Linked DNA regions of Sus scrofa: regions 2 and 3 are each linked to region 1. Evidence: chromatin contacts called from public HiChIP or PLAC-seq and promoter capture Hi-C data. All regions are on one chromosome and are shown on one strand. Each heading gives the region's core, a stretch centred on a gene start, on an enhancer-like site or on the middle of the called end of the contact. The rest is flanking DNA. Distances are from core to core; before and after follow the strand shown.

The links. Promoter capture Hi-C pulls out the DNA fragments that hold promoters and counts their contacts. HiChIP or PLAC-seq counts read pairs in DNA pulled down with a chosen protein or histone mark.
Region 2: a promoter capture Hi-C map of liver shows a contact between it and region 1, with 4 times the contacts expected there. The contact joins the promoter of RPS10 here to the promoter of C7H6orf106 in region 1. A contact is called at or near these places in 2 of 5 promoter capture datasets (fetal skeletal muscle and liver), 1 of 47 Hi-C or Micro-C datasets (heart right ventricle) and 1 of 2 datasets of contacts at active chromatin or transcription factors (skeletal muscle).
Region 3: a contact with region 1 is called in an H3K27ac HiChIP or PLAC-seq map of alveolar macrophages. The contact joins the promoter of ANKS1A here to the promoter of C7H6orf106 in region 1. A contact is called at or near these places in 1 of 5 promoter capture datasets (liver), 1 of 47 Hi-C or Micro-C datasets (liver) and 1 of 2 datasets of contacts at active chromatin or transcription factors (alveolar macrophages).

What each region holds. Positions count from the first base shown.
Region 1 is chr7:30,665,459-30,668,879 of Sscrofa11.1, reverse strand. It overlaps C7H6orf106 (chromosome 7 open reading frame, human C6orf106), which reads left to right and starts at 1,765. Exons shown (of 6, transcript NM_001243026.1): 1 at 1,765-1,975; 2 at 1,978-2,080. The coding sequence starts at 1,924.
Region 2 is chr7:30,440,941-30,444,361 of Sscrofa11.1, reverse strand. It overlaps RPS10 (ribosomal protein S10), which reads left to right and starts at 1,650. Exons shown (of 6, transcript NM_001244106.1): 1 at 1,650-2,039; 2 at 2,763-2,912; 3 at 3,127-3,298. The coding sequence starts at 2,763.
Region 3 is chr7:30,811,571-30,814,991 of Sscrofa11.1, reverse strand. ANKS1A (ankyrin repeat and sterile alpha motif domain containing 1A) reads right to left here and starts at 1,901. Exons shown (of 25, transcript NM_001246264.2): 1 at 1,711-1,901. The coding sequence starts at 1,901. TAF11 (TATA-box binding protein associated factor 11) reads left to right here and starts at 3,224. Exons shown (of 5, transcript NM_001184894.1): 1 at 3,224-3,421. The coding sequence starts at 3,323.

The DNA.
Region 1 (3,421 bases), core at 516-3,015:
GCCCAGTAAGGGAAGTAAGGTAGAAGAGGGACCAGGAGATGTAATCCCTGCCTGCTTGTATCAGTAACCCCACAGTCATCTCGTCAGGCTTATGGCCACAACACTAGTTACCATTTCTTGAATGGCTCTTACGGAGCAGGCAGAGTACTGAGCTTATATACTGTTACCTCATTTAATCCTCACAACAATCCTATCTGGGCAAGCACTGTGATTACCAATAACTAGCAGAAGGAGAATTTGATTCACAAATGGGTGTGACCCCAGAACCTAGGCTTTTAAAGCCATAGTTTTAGTTTCATCTGGTAGTGGGAAAGAAGGAGGTAGAATGTTTTCCTTTTCCCAAATCTCAAAGCACCCAGGATACTACTGGTCACTTATTCTAGTTGTCTGCTTGTTGAAATTATGTTAAACACATTATATTAGGACTGAGAAATGGGTTCTAGTTTTGCTGCTCTGCATTTTTGAACAAGATATAGAAACCTTCTGGATGTTCTTTTCCATATCTGTAAGACAGAACTACTTGAAGGCAGGCGACCTTTTTCTTTAAAATTTATTTTATTATTTTCATTTTTTCGTTATAGTTGGTTTACAGTGTTTTGTCCATTTTCTACTGTACAGCAAAGAGACCATTTTAAAATTATCTCTTCCCTCTTTGGATGTAGCAGACTGCTGGTCAAATCAGGTGTTTAAAAGCTCATGCTGAAAGAGGAATGAAAGGGGGTAGACAAGATAGTCTGTGTTTCCTTTCTCATTTTTTGAGCTTAACAAGGGGCCCTGACCAGGCAGGTGTACTATATGTTCACTGACACTTTGCTCTCTACAACTGAACAAGGCATGTCAAATTCTTGTGACTTAATTTTTTTTTGCTTTTCAGGATCACACATGCAGCATAGGAAGTTCCCAGGCTAGGGGTGGAATTAGAGATGCAGCTGCTGGCCTGCACCACAGCTCATGCAACGCTAGATCCTTAATCCACTGAGCAGGGCCAGGGACGGACCGCTCATCCTCATGGGATACTAGTTGGATTCCTTACCGCTGGAACTCCTTGTGACTTAACTTTTAAGAGAGAGTTGGCCCTGATGGAGCCGGTAGAAGATTATGCACAATGTTCACCTGGACCTGTGATTGACGTTTGTATCCAGGCCTCCTTTTCTTTCTGGAGACTACCGTTGCATACATAACAGAAACAGCATGGGTAAACTAGCAATCATCCCCGGGGGTGGCCAGGAACCAAGGACTTATGGCATCTTCCTTCTGGGAAAGCCGCTCTAGAAACTTAGGCAAACAAGTCTTTCGGCTGGGAGGGATGGGTTCTCTGTGCACTTCAGTACTTGACCTTGCCCTGGTCTCCGTTTCTCATTTCCTCACGCGCAAAATGCTGGAGTTGTAGACGAAGATGCCTGAGCTTTTCCCCCAACCGCTGGGTTTAACTCCTCCCCTTGAGGGTTGAGGCGGGGCGAGAAAAATGTCAGGTCCTCAGTCACCTCCCCGCGTCGCCTGGCCAACCCTTTCCTCCTTCCCACCGCCCGCCCCCTCGCTCCACCGCGGTGAGGTCACGCGGGGGACGTCACGGGGTTGTGACGCCACTGAGGGGCAGGCCTTCTGGAAAGGAAGGGGCGGGGCCTAAGCCGGCGACGCTTGCGCAGTGGGCGCGACGCGGGAGGAGGCGGAGGTGGTGGAGAAGCGAGAGGCGGCGGCGGCGGAGGCGGCGGCGCTGGGGGGGGTGGGAGGGGGGGGAGCGCGCGAGCGAGTGAGTGGCTGAGTGAGTTTACCCCTATGAGGCGGTGAGAGGCCCGGGGCCTACCTCAGAGGAGCGGGGTCGCGGCGCCAGCTAGCAGCGGGCCCCCTCCTGGTCCCCGGGCCCGGCGGCGCGGCGGCGGTTCGCTTGTGAGGAGGCGGGGAAGTGAGTGTCCGGCCCCAGCCATGGAGGGCATGGACGTGGACCTGGACCCCGAGCTGATGCAGAAGTTCAGCTGCTGGGCACCACCGACAAGGACGTGCTCATCTCCGAGTTCCAGCGGTTGCTCGGTTTCCAGCTCAACCCGGCCGGCTGCGCCTTCTTCCTGGACATGACCAACTGGTGAGCCGGCCCCGCCGCGCGAGTCCTAGCAGCGGCCTCGGGGCCCCGAGGGGAAGGGAAGGGACACCCGAGCTCGGCAGCAGGGCGGGCCGGGCGGGCACTGAGGGGCACCCTCTTCCGGGGGCGGGGAGGGCGTGTGGGGAGTCCTATGGGCCTGCGAGAATTCGGGGACTGAGCAGGGCTAGAGGGGGACATACGAGGAGAGTTGGGGGCTATGGAGGGCAGGAGAGGCGGAAGGGAGACGGGAGAGTGTGTGTGTGGGGAGGGGTTTCCTGAGGTTCTTCGGAGCATTAGCAGCCGATGAACGTTGGAAGAGGGGCAGAGACTTGAGTATCGAGGCGTGGGGTAAATCTGGGAGGAAGAGGGCTGTGCTGTTGGCTAAGAGTAAAAAGCACACAAAACCTAAAGATAGGGAGTGGAAAAAAGCTTGGGGTGTGGACTTAGGGGCTGAGGAGGACAGGGATGAGGGGAAACTCCGGGAGAGAATTAGGTGCTGTGGAAGAACCTGGGCACGGGTGAGACTTGGAGTTAGGATTTGATAAGAATAGATCGTGTGTGTGTGTCCACTGGAGGACAGATAGGGAAAAGGGAAGAACTTCATGGGGCAGGACAGGTGAATACGGCTTAAAAAAAAAAAAAAAAAAGACTTTCCAAAGAGTTGTGCCAGGATAGAGTGGGATCTACTAGTGGAGAAATGGAGCGCTAGACCCGGAGCAGGGTCTGGGAAAAAACTTAGGAAAGTGAAGGAGAGTTTATCTTGGGGGAGGGAACTTTCTGAGGGGATTGGAGCCCTGGGCTCCAGAATGCGGGGAAAGGAGAGGGGCTTGTCCAGAGGGTCTTAAGGGGAAGACAGCTGGGTTTTTAAATGTTTGGGAAGATGGAGAACTTAGGCTGGAAACCAAGTATTTTTGGCTTGGAGACTTCTTGTAGAAGACTGAATTGGGACAGAAGACCATGATAACTTAGACTAAAGAAGTGTTTACTGGCTTTGGATGGTAGCACTTGCTATTTTTCAAGTAAGGCTTCCCTTTGTGTACCGAGGAGGAGTTGTTGAATTCATTCAGAGTGCGTGATAAAGTGGAGAATATTAACTTCCTTTGAAAGTATTTCAGGTGAAACAACTCATCTTTCTTTGGTCAGAAAGCCATGAGATAAGTGCCCTTTGCTCTCTGTGTTGGGCATTCTGTCCCTGGCATGTGGAATCTTGTTTCTCTTGGCATCACTTATATAGCCAGTTTCACCTTTATTCCCTGTCCACTGCTTCAGGCAGTGTCAGAAAAGGAGGTCCCGTGAGCCTGGTCTTTATCCCATTCCTGGTCGAGCCCTGTCCTAAATGATGCG
Region 2 (3,421 bases), core at 401-2,900, 220 kb after region 1:
GGTTTTAAAGGGTGATTATGTAAATAGGAATTTCATATTAATAAGAAAAAAAACCTCAATAAAAAAACAGGTAATGGAAATGAATTTTTTTAAGGGCCACACCTATAGCATATGGAAGTTCTCAGACTAGGCATGGAATCAGAGCTTAAGCTGCCAGCCTACACCACAGCCAAAGCCACACCAGATCTGAGCAAATTTTTTTTTTCTTTTTAGGGCCACACCTGCAGTATATGGAGATTCCCAGGCTAGGGACTGAATCAGAGCTACAGCTGCCAGCCACAGCCACAGCAACACCAGATCCGAGCCGCGTCTGTGGCCTACACCACAGCTCAAGGCAACACTGGATTGAAGACCCACTGGACAATGCCAGGGATCGAACCCTCATCCTCATAGATCTTAGTCAGGTTCGTTAACCGCTGTGCCATGAAGGGAACTCCTTGGAAATGAATTTTTAAAGAAAGAACAAAAATGCCTAAAAAGAAAAGAAAAAAAAATGTTTAACCACAGAAGTAATCAAGAAAAGCAAATCAAAAGAACTATGAGATTAATATTTATGTATCATACTGACAGAAATGAATATCCAATGTCAGCAGGGTTAATAGGGAGTGAGCCTTGTTTTAACACCTGACCAAAATATAATTGATAATGCCTTCCAGAAGTCAATGTGGCATGTGTCAAAAACTTAAAAATGTGTGCTTTATTACTCAACAATTACACTCCAGGAATTTGTCACAAGGAAAATATTGGACAAAGGTGTGGATAAGTACGTGGCATCGTTTATTATAATAGTGAAGGATTTTTAATATATATATCCAACCATGGCATTGATTAAACCATTCATCAGCAGACTACTATGTAGTCATAACAGTTGCAGGCAATGACATGAAAAATTCGTGGAAGTTCCCATCTGGCTCAGCAGGTTAAGAAGCCCACTAATCTCCTTGAGGATGCAAGTTGCATCCCTGGCCTCACTCAGTGGGTTAAGGATCCAGTGTTGCTACAAACAGCTGCGTAGGTCCCAGATGCAGCTCTGATCTGGAATTGATGTGGCTGTGGTGCAGGCCGGCAGCTGCAGCTTCCATTCCACCACTAGCCTGGGAACTTGCATATGCTACAGGTGTGACGGTAAAAAGAAAAAAAAAATTCATTATGTATTATTGGGAAAGGAAAAAACAGGTTGTCAAACAGCATATCATGATGTACACACAAAACATTCCGTTTTTGTTAAAAAAATATATAGATTTCCTATGAGTCTGGAAGAATGTATACCAAATTGTTAATAGCGATTCTTTGGTCGATAGTATTCTACTTTTATTCTTTTATAATTGTTATTACTGTTGTTTATTTTTGTCTGAATGGTCTCTTTTTCCCGCTCAAAGAGCATATATTACTTACATAATAGTAAGTTAAATCACCGACAGGAAACAAAGAAAATAAATGAGTAGCGCACTTGCAAAGGGCCTGCCCAAGCATAAATGGCTATTTATCGACAAAACCCACAGGTTCAGAAGCCGGCCCCAGCGGTTTCCACGTGCGTGCTGTCAGGCTTCTCAGCGGCTGCCAGGAGCCGCCAGTCTCTCAGGCACTGCCGAGGCCACCCCAGGCCGCGCGAGGGTCCTGACAGGGGGCGGGGCGAGGCAGCCCGGAAGAGACGCTGCGCCGCGCATGCCCCTTCCTTTCTAGCTCCGGCCCCGTACGCAGTAGCCGCCGCGGTGAGTTCCTCTGGAGTCTGGGTTCCATCGGCCCCCATCCTGGCCCTCTGGCTGCTGTAGTCGCTGTGCTTCCCCAGGCGTGGGGCGGAGGAGGCCCTCTCCCGCTCCCCGCACGGCCATTTCCGAGTAGTGAGAGCGGCCAGGGGCGCATTTCGCAGGGCAGTGGGATTCTGGCTTGCGAAGATTGGCATCCCATGGCGGGGGCGGAGGAAGGGAGGATCCGGCTTGGGAGGCTGTCGCTCCTGCGCGCTTTTCCTTCGGGGCAGAACTCCGCACTCCGTGCTGCGTCCTTACCCGGCCCTGGAGCTCTAGCTCGGGAAGAGAACGGTAGGCTGAGAAGGCTCTATCCCTTTGGTTTGGGGTCAGTGGCCTGTTAAGGGCCGAGGGCTTTCCTCTGGGTCCCTCGCGCCATTCCGCACTAGGTAACCGTGGTTGAAGGTGCCGAAATAGTCCGCGCGTGCAGGAGCTGCGCCCCCTTTCCACCTTTGTTGTGAGAGCGAAAGTCCGGAGCGAGTATGTGCACAACTCCCCCCGCCCCTACAGGTTTATTTTTTAATGTTTTGGCAACTTCTCATCTGAATCGTTTTTCAAGGGTGGAGGAGGGAACGAGTAATTGTTAGGGTTCCCTTCTGTGGAGTTTGAATCCTTGTTTACTGTTTTCCACAGATTTTATTCCATTGAACAGTGGTTATTGTCGTTTCGGGATGATGGTTCCTGGCCCTTGGCCACATTGCTCAGAAGTTATTTATTTATTTATTTATTTTGTGTTTTGCCATTTGTTGGGCTGCTCCCGCGGCATATGAAGGTTCCCAGGCTAGGGGTTTAATCGGAGCTGTTGACACCAGCCTACGCCAGAGCCACAGCAACGCGGGATCCGAGCCGCGTCTGCAACCTACACCACAGCTCACGGCAACGCCGGATCGTTAACCCACTGAGCAAGGGCAGGGATCGAACCCGCAACCTCATGGTTCCTAGTCGGATTCGTTAACCACTGCGCCACAACGGGAACTCCCCAGAAGTAATCTTGATTATATCGCTTCCTTCTTGCAGATGCTGATGCCCAAGAAGAACCGGATTGCCATTTATGAACTCCTTTTCAAGGAGGGAGTGATGGTGGCCAAAAAAGACGTGCACATGCCGAAGCACCCCGAGCTGGCGGACAAGAATGTGCCTAATCTTCACGTCATGAAGGCCATGCAGGTAGGCGTGGGTGCAGATGGAGGGATTTTCCATGGTGTTCAAGGCAGATTCTAAGGAGAGGTCAGGACAGCCAGAGCAGCTTGATATCTTGAAGGGCTGTGAGGTAGACACACCCTGAAAACTTGTCTGTTGTGCAGTTTAGCCTCCCCTTTACACTGCATTTCTAGCTTCCAGCGTCTAGTTGGGTTTTAAACTGTAGTTTTTTTTCTTACAGTCACTCAAGTCACGAGGCTTCGTGAAGGAACAGTTTGCTTGGAGACATTTCTATTGGTACCTTACCAACGAGGGTATCCAGTATCTCCGTGATTACCTCCACCTCCCCCCTGAGATTGTGCCTGCTACCCTGCGCCGCAGCCGTCCTGAGACTGGCAGGCCACGGCCCAAAGGTATAGTGTAGTGTCCCCAGCACCTCCGAGGACCTGCTCTGAAATTGCTCTTTCTGGGCTGAGGGGCATGTGAGAATCTGGGGGTTTTGCGAGATGGTCTTATAATATGCCATTGGAAACAGC
Region 3 (3,421 bases), core at 652-3,151, 150 kb before region 1:
ATAAGTCTCCTTTCCCACCTCAGTGCACCTGATCATGGTGTGCCCACCTGGAGTTCCCTCACAGTACTTCACCTATTCAAGTCCTCACATCCTTCAAAGTCAGCTGGTGCCCTCCCCCCGCCCCTTTCCTAGAAGCCCTGATCTCCATTTCACCCCAAAGTGACTTCTCACTTCTCTGAACTAGTAACAGAGTCCCACCATCAGTTATGTAGAAATGTATCACTAATTTATTCATTCAACAAATCCTGAGTACTAACTATGTGACAGCATTGTTCTAGGGGCTGGGAAAACTGTAGCAAATGGTACTGGGTTTTGTCTCCCCAGAAGAACTCCCTGGGAGTGAGTTCCCATTGTGGCTCAGGGGCTTACAAACTTTACTAGTACCCATGAGGATGCAGGTTTGATTCCCTAGCCTCCCTCAGTGGGTTAAGGATCTGGCGTTGCTGTAAACTGTGGTATAGTTCACAGATGCAGCTCAGATCCCATGTTGCTGTGGCTGTGGTGTAGGCCGGCAGCTGCAGCTCTGGTTCCACCCCTAACCTAGGAATTTCCATATGACGCACCTGCGGCCCCAATAAAGCAAAAAAAAGAAAGAAAGAAAGAAAAGAAAGAAAAAGAAAAGAAAAGAAGAAAGAAAATGAACTCCCTGGGAGAGTTCTCCTCTTAAACTGCTTTTTAAAATCTTCCTGTGTAGACCTGGGTTTGCACTCAGTGCTTAATACCTAACAATTTATTTGAGCCTTGGGCTTCTTTGGTCCAAGCTCACTCAAATTGAAGTTACATAAACTAATGTGGAACAAAAGCAAACCAAGCCATTTCTAAATGAACTTCCACTTCTTAGAAACCTCAAAAGAACAAGGAAGGAAAAGAAAACAGGCTATGAAAGTGCTGCTGAAACAACACATTTTACTCACAGTGACAAGGCACCTCCAATCCCCCCTTCAAGATGCACAAAAGTGACCTTTTTTTTCTCTCAATCCTTACAGCTCCAGATTCAAGTGTTTAACAACAGTCCTTGGAAAAGTTTAAAGCACCCCTCAGTTTCCTAAACAAGTTTTCCTAAACCTTTATTTTTTGATGAATAGACCCCTTGATGAACACTACATATGCCACTTAACAGACTAATCCAATGAGGTTCGCTACATGGAACCAGACTTTAAACTCCAAGCACAAAGGGGGCTGAAAGAAAAACATTTTGAACCTGATAAACCCAAAGACAATTTTAATATAAACGACAAAAGCCACGTCCTGCAGAGCCTGGTGGAAGATTCCAAGTTCCCAAAAGAAGGGAATCAAGAGAATTTCCTCCAGGGGAACCGCGAGATTCTGCAAGGCGTGGGAGTTTCTGCAGGAGATGAGGGAGATTTAAAACACATTTTTTTTTTTCCTCTAAAGTGGCTTGTGAGATACAACAGCTGGCACCCGCCAGCGGGCGAGGGTGCAGCCGGGCTGTGCCATGCGGCGGAGGCTGCCACCTGGGCACTCCCACCATTCTTCGCAGCTGGGTCAGGAGGCGAGATGAGAGGAACCCGAAGCCGCGCGGACCCGCACCGGTGCCCCCTGCCCCTTGGGCCGCCTGCCCTCGCCCTGGGGCAACCCGCAAACCCACCCCGCTAGGGTCTCTGGAGCCCCGATCTCTCTGGAGACCCAGGAGACGGGCGGGGGAAAGGGGATCTCCAGGCGGCTGCCGGGTATCGGAGCGTTACTCACCTGAGCAGACTGGACAGAGGATGGCTCGAGGAGCTTAGACCGCCGCCGCCGCTGCTGCCGCCCCCGGAGCTGCCGCCACCGCCGCCGCCACCCCCGAAGCCTGAGGAGAGCCGCTTCCCGGACAGCAGCTTCTCCACGGCCGGGAGGTGCCCGGTGCGGGCGGCCTCCAGCAGCTCCTGCTCTTTCCCCATCCCCAGGGCCGCCGCCCCCCGGACCTCCTCCCCGGGGCCGCCGCGGAGCCTGCTCTGGCTCCCAAACTTTCCGTCTCCGGGCAACGCACCCCCCAAACCGGCCGGGGACACCACCCCCTCCCCCCGCCTTTTCCCCCAGGAGCGCGTCACTTCCGGGATCCGGCGTCACGCGTCACCGCGCCCCTGCGCCCCGCCCCTTTGCCCACCTAGCTGGGCGGGGCTCGGAGGGCGGACACAGGTGGCTGGGGTCTGCGCCAAGTGGCCTTGGTTGAGCCGAGATTGTCCTCTCTGGGCGAGAGGAGGGTGTCGTGTGGTCACCTGCTGTACAAGTGGGAAGCTACAGATTCGCTCCACCTGTGCGCGCCTCCCGACGTGTTCTTCTTCCTCAAAGGTTTTGGGAGCTCGCAGGATAGGAAATACGGTAATTCATCCAGGCAATGTAGAAACAAAGAGAGAAATATGGCAACGCGCATCTACATTTCCAAGTCCATTCATTCAGCACGCATAAATTAAATACGTAATAGATGTGGGAACCTAGTAATACAGAGGTGAATAAAATGCCCCCTTCCGTACTTCAATGAGGGAAGAGAGGGAACTTTTAAAACAAAAATATCCCCACTTAATGCTCCCAACTCTGAAACGGTTCGTTAAAGCTAAACATTCAAAGGGAAGGCTTCTCTCCCAGTAGGATGTTTCCTCTTTCGATGACATTAACCAAGCTGATATTAAAGTCAAATGTGTGAAACCGACCCCGACCTTGAGTACTGGGGAATTGGAAAAATCATTCAACTGGGTAGAGATTATGTCTTTTGTTTCTGGTACTAGCATTGTTCCTGGCTCGAAGTAGGCGCTCAATCGTTGTGGAGTGAATAAGGAATTGGATAAATTCGGTTCAAGCTATAGGACTTTTCTTTTTTTTTTACGTTTTTGAGGAACAAAAGAGAAATGCTGGCAATTCAATGTAAACACAGGACCGCCGTCTCTGTCCAATTGTACTGCCTGAGTTTACCCGGTAGCCACAGGGAGTACAACGGAATTGAGTTTCCTCCCGTCCCCAAGATTTCTTCTGAGGAAAGAGAATGAAGGACAAGAGTTAACTGACATTGCGTTTTTAGAAAGACGGAAAGGAAAAAGACGCCCTTCAGTAAAAAGCGCAGCTGTCCTTTACAAATACTGGTTTCCCAGGGTGGAAAATACACAAACTGAGTTCAGTACCCTCAATTTTCCCTCTCCCCACCGCCACCAAATCAAAACGGAGCCCTGATGTCCTCTACACGCGCCTGTAAATGACCCCTCTAAGGAGCGGTGTGGGTGACGTCATCGCAACGCGACGACAGGAAGTGAGCTCCTGGGCTGCTGTGCTGCGCGGGGTCCCGAGCTCCTAAGCCCTCGATGTCCTTTCCCCTCTCCTTCTGACCGCGATGGATAATGCTTGCGAGTCGCCCGCGGAAAAAAGTGGAGAAACAGGGGAGGCAGATGAGATGGCTGCTGCTCCCGGGGCTCCCGGGGTTACGGACACG